Linked DNA regions of Ovis aries: region 2 is linked to region 1. Evidence: chromatin contacts called from public Hi-C data. All regions are on one chromosome and are shown on one strand. Each heading gives the region's core, a stretch centred on a gene start, on an enhancer-like site or on the middle of the called end of the contact. The rest is flanking DNA. Distances are from core to core; before and after follow the strand shown. Region 1 holds the start of ZEB2 (zinc finger E-box binding homeobox 2). Region 2 overlaps GTDC1 (glycosyltransferase like domain containing 1).

Region 1 (5,279 bases), core at 1,423-3,922:
AGGGCCCGGGCGAGCACCCATCCGCGCCCCCCAACGCCAAAGCGAAACTTCGGCGGCCCCCTCCCCGCCCCCCGCCCCCAGCCTTGGCCCCGAGGCGCTTTGTGTTTGTTACTGTTTGGTGTGTTGCACCCGCGAGGGGATCAGAGAGACAAGAATTACATCTTCAAAATGAGTCATAACTCCTGACCGTATGAGGGAATGCACACGGCGGTACAGTAAGGCTGCTTGACTCAAGGCTAGGCGGACCCTTTCCTCCGAAAAGTCCTCAGCCCGGCTCGGCAACTTGGGGTGAGGCGAAGCTTTCTTTAGCTCTCATCTTGTCTCACCACCCCCACCCCATTCCCCAGAGGAAGCAAACAAACAAACAAACAAACAACGCGAAACAACCCCCGATGAAGCACACTCGGGTAAATTGATAATAGTAATTATAGGAAGCCCACTCGCCCCGCGTCCCATCCCCTCCCCTTTCGCAGTTTATCGAGACACTGTCTCTTCCTCCCCCCCCACACCCCCGCCCCCAAATTAGGATTTCCCGTTTCACGCCGCAATAAGAAATATAATTATAAGCCTCTTTGGACACTGTCCCTCCCCGCCCCCCCCACCCGGCCGCCACCTTCTCCACTTTGACAATATTTACTTAAGTATTTCCCCCCACCTCACTCACACACATGCTCCCCCACACTGGTTCCCTTAAATAGTTGCAGTAGAAAATTGTTTTTTCCCCTCAAGAAAGGAAAGAGAAAGTCCAACCGCTACGACAATACTTTTCAGCTCTACTGAATGATCGTATCCTTTCTGGCTTCGAAACTTTTGTACCTAAAAATCGAGAGAGGCGCTGCATTTTTTCAGCTGAAACTGTCAAAACTTGGAGAAGGGGAACCTCGGAGGCAGGCAGGAGAGGAGGAGAATCCCGAAACTCGATGGAGGTTGGGAAGATGCTGTGCCTCGAGGATTAGTTTAAACAGGGGGCTATAAAAGATGTAACAGATGCAAACTGTAACACAAGGGCCATTAACCCTTTCTCTGCCGAGTACACTCGGTCCCCACGCCCCGCACCTATTGTCTCCTGTGCTAGAAGCTTTGCGAAAACCTGGAAAGTGAGTATCAGTTTCCACACTTTTGCTGAAAGGGGTAAGTTGGGGGGGGGGAGCAGAGAGAAGGGGAAGTAGATGATTTAGAAAGCACCTTGAATTTAACCTAGGCATAGTGGCAGCCTTTTAAGTTTGACACATTTTGTCATGTCTTGACTCTCCTGTAGATTTGAAATTGTTGGGAAAAATCCTGAAATACAGAAATGGACACACAAGTGTCTGGGATGAAACAGCTGGCCTGTCTGTATTCCTGCTGAGACTTACGCACGATTGCATATAAATACATGTTTAATAAAGTAAGCTGCTAGTTTTATGAGCATGTGTGTGTGAGGGACAGACAGGGCATTTGTGCTGTAAACTTTATCTTTGCCTGTTATTTCTAACTCTGGAGTTAGTAATCTTACCTTCATCATTATAGGGGGAGCATGTAAAATATGTAAGTAGGTGGGAGACACACATATTCATGTTAACCGGGATCACCCCTGTTCCTGGTAACTCCTGCTATCTCGACTTTTTAGTGCCAAAGTATGGAATGGGATATTTGAGTGTATGTATCTTCTGTCTCTATATGACTTTGCCATTGGAAATACAATTTCAAAAGTTATTCTTAATTTAAAACCCTAATGTCCTGACGGCAGTTTTCTTCCCAGCTGTAGTGAGCCCCCCCCCCCCTCCACTTTGGTAAACGACTCAAGTTCCATGAGGACTTTCACTTCTTTATTTATCATCACAGAAGTGAGGTGTTACTTCACATACATACACACACAAAGAATGAAATAAAGAAATGAAACTCGCTAAGCAGACAAAAACAGGCAACTTTCTACTTAGAAAACAGCCTTCTTCGGTGGGAAAGGTTGGACTGCCATATCTAAGAGAAAGACTTGATCCCGAATTTGGTAGGTTTGTATCCATCAAGTTTTGTAATTATTAACAGGTATTTGCCAAGTTTTAATTGCTGAATACAATGAATTGGAACTAGAGTGAAAATAGAGCAAAATCTCTCCCCTCGAAGAGTTTTTATTCCAACCATACAGATCTCAATAAAACTTTTCCAAGGCTGGGTAGTAAAAGGCACCTTTGGTTACCTGAATGGACAGGTACGGGGCAAATTATTTGGGGGAGGGAAAAAAGGGGGGAGAAAAAGAAGGAGAGAGACACAGGGAGTGCGAGAAAAATCGAAGAAGTCATTCTTGGGAAAAGCTTGCCATAAAGGAGCTAAGCCCACCTGAAATTCCTACCCACAGACACTCCTTCTCACTTTAGACTCACATCCCCACTTAAAAGGAGAAAATCATAAAAGGAAGGTGGGGGGGGTGACCATGCCAAAAAGGAATAAAAAGAGAGAAAAGGGGGAAAAAAAAACCTACCTGCGAAGTCTTGTTTGTAGTTTTGGCCAGAAATGGTGAGAAGAAAAAGCATGAAGAAGCCGCGAAGTGTGGGGGAGAAAAAGGTGGAAGCGAAGAAACAGCTCCCGGAGCAAACTGTACAAAACCTCGCCAAGAGTGTCTGGAGGCAGGACCGTTATTCCTGCGGAGCAGGTTAGAACTGATCTCTTTCGGCCACTCCAGGAAACACAAACCTGGGGACGGACTGACGTGTTACGCCTCTTCTAATGACATTTTTTTCTTTTTCTTTTCTGTAGGAGAGAGAGAGACCCTGAAACACGCGCCACCTATCTTTGTGGGGAGGGATAATTGAAGCGCCCTGAGCGTGAGCATCATGTGAAAACGTGATCGCCAAGTTTCTCTCTGGGAAAGGATCTGGGATAGATTATACCTTGAAGTCTCCGCAAACGCTTTAGTGGAAGAAATGAAATTCCACCTCCCTCCCTTCCTCTCTCCCTCCCTTTCGCCTCCCTCCCTCCCTCCCTCTCTTCTCCACGCCCCCCCTCCCACCCCCCCCATCCCCCCCCACCCCCGTCAAGCCTTTGGCATCATTATCCTCATCACTAAATCCTACAGAGTACAGGGCGGAAAACGGTGCACACCATTCACAGAACTGGAGAACTCTAAGGGGCGAAAGTTAAAGGGAAAGATCCCGGTTCCTCAATCCACATCGCCTCTTCTTATACAGATATCTCTAATAACCAGATTTGAGATGCACATTAAGTTGTGTGGATTTCTCAGCACGGTTTCTGGAACTAAATTTTTTGCCCTTTCTCGTATTATTATTATTATTATTATTATTTTCTTTCAAGATGCCAGAGCCAGAGGGGGAAAATTGCTGTTATGTGAGCTGCATTTTAGGGCATGTGTGTTGGGGTGTGTGTATGTGATGAATTTCTGGATTGGATCCCAATACTAAAAAGTAGTTTGGCATTTTTAAAAAGGGTCTCTAAGTAAATTAACATAGAGCGCTGAGTTGACCGATCTCTGAATCTCTCTACATCTCAAGGAGACTTCACTACAAAGTGAGGGAGTGTGTGGAGGGAGGCAGGAGGAAAAGGAGAAAGGCCATAGAGGAATTTAGCAGGGAAGGAAGAGCACGATATTAAACGGCATGGGGTCTAAGTTTTGGAGTATATATTTTTTGATATTGCAATTAAAGTAAAATTAAAAAGAAAAGACTCCACCTTTGCTCTGAAGGGATTGGTTATGTAAATATGGTAGGGATTTCCTGGAGAATACAGCTTTCTACTGTATGGTTAATTAAATAATCACTCAAAAGCTTCCAACGTGACGCTTCTGTCGTAATCCAATCAGGTTACATAGGTCCTAAACAAGAAAGATATTTTCCACATCTGGAAGTCAGCAATTTAGCAAGTACTGCACATTATTAACCAATTCAGAGCCTACTTCCCAGGGGAATTTTTTTTCAAGTTTAAGTGTTCTTAACCAATGCTCTGCTGTTTTGTTAATCAAAAAGCTGGTTTACACTGCACATAATTGGAACTAATATAGAAGTAAATAAAGACAGCCAAATTTGAGGATGCTGAGCACAGGCATTTATCGGAAAAGGAAGAAATCTCTTAGCCTCCAGTGGTTCAGGCTCAATTTCTTAAAGAACTGTGAGGCTTTTTTTTTTTTTTTTTTTTAAAGAGTGAAAGTGCTTGAGGACCTCAGAGCACAAATAAACTTTCAGTCCCACAGTCTTTGCAAAGGTAAAGGTGGAGGTGTCAAGAGGACTGAAGGATAGCCTCATGCCATTTTTTTCCTGCTTTAATATTGTTAATATGTTACAGCCCCCTGTTTTCAGTCTGATGAAATCTGAAACAAATAACACCCTGATCCAACACTACACTTTTACTCACATTAAGATAAACTGCTTTGAACTGTACTTTGAATGTGTGCCTAAAGCAAGACTTTGAATGCAAGAGTCACTGGCAATTGCACTCAAGAGGAGGGAAAAGCCACCACTTGGTTTGCCACATCCACACTCCCAGAGGTGCACAGCTTTGTATTTTGTATGTTTATTGGGGAGGGGGCAATAGCCACCCAGCATGACCACAACCAACACTTACTTTAGGATGTGAGGAAGTAAATTTTCACAGTTGATTACAGACTCACCTCTTTGCTACCTTAAGCATTTATTACAATGAGAATCATCTCCCCCACCCCACTCATATAATTTACTTATAGAGGAGCATTGGAGACCCGCCTAAAATTTAATAATAAAAAAAAATTAAAGATTTCCACCATGGGTCAGGCACATTCTCAGTTTTATGCTTTACATTTCTTTAATATTCCTATCTCTATAAATATATGACTTATCAAGTTTCTCCTCTGAGATTTACTTCTATTATTAACATCCTTTTTTTTAAATCCCCACTTTCCCCCACTTTTTTATTTAAAAAAAAATCGAGTCTAGCTTTCTCTAGAAGTTTGCTTTTCAGGGTTTTCTCTTCCATTTCCAGGATAAAGGTGTTCCTGGCATGGAGTAATTCCAGGTAAGACTCCACCTGAGGACCCCAGGTAGCCATTGGAGCTTACAGCCCAGACATACACTCAGTGGTAAACCTCAGGTCAGAGGATCCAATCAAAAGGCTAACAAATCACTTGTCTTTATTATGTATATTAATGTCAGGTTACTTAAGATCTGACTTAAAAAAAAAAAGTATTTCCATTAAAAACAGCTAATCATCTGATTACTCTGGGTTCAGTAATTGTTCGAGTGGCAGGAGACAGCCCCAACACTTAGCACTGGTAGTTCCGACGTGCAAGTATTTGAATTTGAGTAAAGAAAAGCAAT
Region 2 (4,649 bases), core at 858-3,357, 270 kb before region 1:
TACCCTTATATCCTTATATCAAGACATTCTCCCTTCCACCTGTTTTTCTTACATGGTTAAATCAAGGAATCAAAAGGCTTTGGACTTTGCAACTGCAAGCAGGAAGACAGTGTTAATTCCTGCAAAAATTCTGAAGGAAAGTGATTTTCAATTTAAAGTGTAATTATTCAGGCAACACTTTAATCAAGTAAGCAAACTGAATAAAGATATTTTTCTCTCATGTACCCTTTCTCTGAAAATTACAAGATATATACCACAAAAAATACAGGAATAAGACAAGAAAAATGAAAACAATATAAGATTCAGGAAAAAACAAAGAGAGTTTCTAGTTTAACAGCAAAAGAAAAGCACACGACAAAAACACATCTACATAATGAGATGGAAGGAGAACAGCAGTCTCCCAGAAACATACATTCCAGGGAAAAAAAGTAGAAACAAATAAATTCCCTAACATGATTCACCTTATAGAAAATTAGATTAAGAAGCTCCTGGAAGCTCCTGGAAAGAAATACTGAGTAACAAAGAAGCTAGATAAGTTAAAAAAACAAAGCATTACTAACTTCATGAAAAACAAGAAAGCAAAGGCATATTTCTCATCAGTTCATTATAATACTTAGTTATAAATAATATCTGAAAAGTTATAAATAATATCTGAAAAATATAATAATGTAACACCAAAACCAAGTTAGCCAAAAGTTGTAATCTAACAATATTGTAATATGTTGAAAAAAGATGGAAATATAAAAATGAAAAATCCCCAAAGTCTATACTATAAAGTCAACAAGCAATATCCAAAAGAAATGAATCAAAAGGTAACAATATGTATATATCTAATTTAGCAGTATAGAGATATATAATAATCAGAAGAAACAGAGGAAAGGTTAAACATGGTTGCCTGTATAGAAGCAGACTGGAAAGAATGGGTAAGGCACAATTGTATTTTCTTTCTTTTTCAGACACGTGGCATGCAGGATCTTCCCCAATCATGGATCAAACCAATGCCTCCTGCGCTGGGAACAGAGCCTTAACCATTGGACTGCCCGGGAAGTCCCACAGTCGTATTTTCTAATAGGCTATTCACAACAATTAGAATTTTAGACTAGATGACTGTATTACTGTGACAAAATAAGAACTTGAAAGAATCAATCATGCTCACAAGAATAGTTCTGACAGTGTTTTTCATAAGACTAAAAGGCAGAAACAATCTAAATGTTCAGTAACAGGTGACTGGTTCAACTGTTCAGTTGCTAAGTCATGTCTGACTCTGTGCAACCCCATGGACTGCAGCACTGCACTGATAGGCAGGTTCTTGACGACTAGTGCCACCTCGGGCTTCTGGATACCATCCTCCCAAATGAGGAAATTTTAAAAATAACTTGGGCATTACTTTTCTTTTTTTAATGGAGGGGGGAGGGGAAATATTGATTGACTGGTTTTGAGAAGGATCATAAATCACCATATAAGTTCTCAAATTTATTGTTCTTATCAAATTGCTGTTTAGTTCCATCCCACATAGTTGGTCTCTCTCAACCTGACTTCTGAAACACTTTTTTCTTTTTTCTGAAGGCTTCAGGGAAGAAGGGTTTAAACAGAGATCTTCAGGATTTCTTAACAGATACACACTTATCATTCCAAAATGCCAGTTACTTAAGGATTTCATTAGTAGAACATCAGTTACCCAGAGTGTTACTATATTAAATAAGCTTAATATAGGATTATTTGTCTTTATGTGAGTTTAAGATTTTCAAATTAACTAGAAATTTAAATATGTTTGGTGGAGCAAATATGAAAAAACATTTCATAATGTTTGGCTTTTATTTAGAGCTAGTTTCGAAATGACTAATAAATGAAGCAGCATAAATTTTAGACACAGAACATTTCTGGGCAAAATCAGAAAACTCCAATCATTCTAATATGCAAAAGATTCTCAACTCTTTCCTATAAAAAGGAGTAAATGTTCAGTATATTTGATTTAAAAAACTAGTCATAAAAGGAATCTAATATTCCATTTTGGTGGGGCTATTTTCTCCATGAGATCAACTGCTACTTCTCAGCTGCTTTAGAATAGACTACATACGAGTAAGAGGAGCCACAAAGAACAGAATGTTATGAAGTAAAGAGCTATTTTATCCACCCTAACTCTCCTATCCCCAGAGGTCTGAGCAGTAGGGCGTAAGGACAAGGCAAATGGCCTTTTACAAAGCAAAGTTAAACTGTTTGTTGAGTGACAATTGTATGAAATAAAGAAGGTATTAAATTCTAATAACAAGAACAGGATCTACAGATTTTTATTTCTTATACCATTTACCAACTTTTATAAACAAGGAGATAATAAACTACTGAAGGATAATTTACTCCACAAAATAATGTGTTATGAGTTGGTTTTATACATTAAATTACATGCAATATAGATTTAAGTTATTACAGAGAGGAGGCAAGGCAGAAAAACTTGAAACTCAAATTTTTTAGGAATAATACCAAATGAAATTCATTTGAGCATCTCAAATTTTTTAATACAGTAAAACATGTTCATTTTATAAAAAATCAATTTGCCATCAATTTTTCAAGAACATGTATCTTCTGCATTTAGCAAAACACACTGCTAAGAATTCTAAAAAATGCAAACCAGTCTAAAATACAGAAAGGAGATCAGCAATTGCCTGGAAACTGAGATAGGTAGTGGGTGGAGTTGATTTCAAGGGGGCACAAGCAAACTTTCTAGGGTGATAGAAATGTTCCAAATCATATTATGGTCATAGTTACACAACTGTGTGCTTTTGTGAAAACTCATCACATTGCCCACTTAAAATGGGTAGAGTTTATTCTAACTAAATAATACCTGAATAAAACTGATATAAAAAATACATTCGTCATAGCTTATCATGGCTGACAATCATCTCAATTCATAATGACTTTTATTGTAAATTCACTGTGTTTCTGACAAACAAGGGTAAAGATACCATGAGTAAAAACTACCTGAATGATATGATTAGTTTATAGTCCCCACTATAGCTTATTATTGAGCTTAATACACTGCCACCCACACTGTGCTTACCACATATTATTGTATATTACTGGTTAGGTTTTTTCCCTCCTGAATAGAACTCAAGCCAAAAAAAAAAAAATGTGCCATGTATTTATCAGCATCCTCTAAGATCTAGCTCAATTTGTTTCACAAACTAAAGGGTTTACAAGTTAACTTACAGCATGAAATACTTCAAGCAAGTGATTATCATTTCTTCCTAATGCTACAAAAGCAAACATCTTTCAAAAAAATATAAGAACAGGTATCTTGATCTCTCATACTGGACAGTATTTTAGGAGATTAATCCAGACTTTTTAATAACCACATTTAAACTATTATTTCATAATTAAAAAGTTAATTTCTTTAATGGGTATTAAAGAGCCAACAGAACATCTAAAACAAGTTACTGCATAAGAGTATAATATCTTTAAAGTAAAAATGTTACAATTTCTTTCTGAGTGTTTCTAGTGTATATAATTTTTACTAAAATGATTACAAATAATGTATCTATTTTGAAAAATAACACGATATATCATCTCACACTTAATAACAAAAATTTGTTAACGATAACTTACTTCACAAATCTTAACAAAAAACATTTAAATATTTTACTAATTATTATTTTTAAAATTAATTACAGAGTAATCAAGCCAGTGTGGTACTGGCGAAAGAACAGACAAAAAGATCAAAGGAACAGAAAAGAGAGCCCAGAAATAGACCTATACAAATACAGTCAACTGATCTTTGACAAAGGAACAAAGGCAATTTAATGAAGAATAGTTTTTTCTACAGATGCTGATGAACAACTGGACTACTACAGGCAAAAAATGAATCTAGATATAGACATTATACCTGTCCCCCAAAAAATAACTCAAAATGGATCTCAGGCTTACATGTAAAATGCAAAACTATAATACACAGAGAAAACAATACACAAGAAAATGCAGATGACCTTGGTTTGATCATGACTTTTTAGATACAACACCAAAGGCACAATGAAGGGGTGGGGAAGTGGGGGTGGGGGGTGGGAGGGAGGTTAGCTGGTAAACTGGATTTCACTAAAATTGAAAACTTCCACTCTGCAAAAGACCTGCCAAGAAAATAAGAAGACAATGCACAGACTGGGCAAAAATATTTGCAAAAAAAATATCTGATAAAGAACTCATCCAAAATATACAAAAACAAAAAACCCCTTAAAACTCACCCATAAAGAAACAATTCAATCAAAGGTGATATACAGATGATAAATAAGCATATCAAAATGTTCAATATCATATGTCATTAGGGAATTATAAATTAATACACACCTATTAGAATGGCTAAAATCCAAAACAAATACCTGAAATACTGAAGAGGTGGTGGAGCAACGGGAACTCTCCTTCATCTGTAGCAGGACTACAAAATGGTACAGCCTCTTCTGGAGTAGTTTGGAAGTTTCTTACAAAACTAAAACTAAATATGCTCTTACCATATAATCCAGCAATCATGCCCCTTAGTACTTACACCCACACAAAAACCTGTGCAGAAAGGCTTACAGCAGCTTCATTCAGACTGCTAAAACTTGGAAACAGCCAAGCTATCCTTCAAAAGGCACCTGGAACAACACACTGTGGTACTTCCAGGC

What was found. Hi-C and Micro-C count contacts between places; a contact is called where the count stands out from the background.
Region 2: a Hi-C map of tail adipose tissue shows a contact between it and region 1, with 2.8 times the contacts expected there. The contact joins the enhancer-like site here to the promoter of ZEB2 in region 1. A contact is called at or near these places in 2 of 16 Hi-C or Micro-C datasets (skin fibroblasts and tail adipose tissue).

The regions. Positions count from the first base shown.
Region 1 is chr2:165,524,108-165,529,386 of ARS-UI_Ramb_v3.0, reverse strand. It overlaps ZEB2 (zinc finger E-box binding homeobox 2), which reads right to left and starts at 2,672. Exons shown (of 9, transcript XM_060410053.1): 1 at 2,459-2,672.
Region 2 is chr2:165,796,614-165,801,262 of ARS-UI_Ramb_v3.0, reverse strand. The region is part of intron 1 of GTDC1 (glycosyltransferase like domain containing 1); the gene reads right to left. Among named protein-coding and RNA genes, the nearest start is that of GTDC1, 72 kb to the right of the region's middle. Within about 2 kb of position 2,107, at least 3 of the 54 cell types and tissues checked have an H3K27ac peak or open chromatin away from gene starts, as enhancers often do. A contact at or near this core is called in tail adipose tissue, where this site is marked.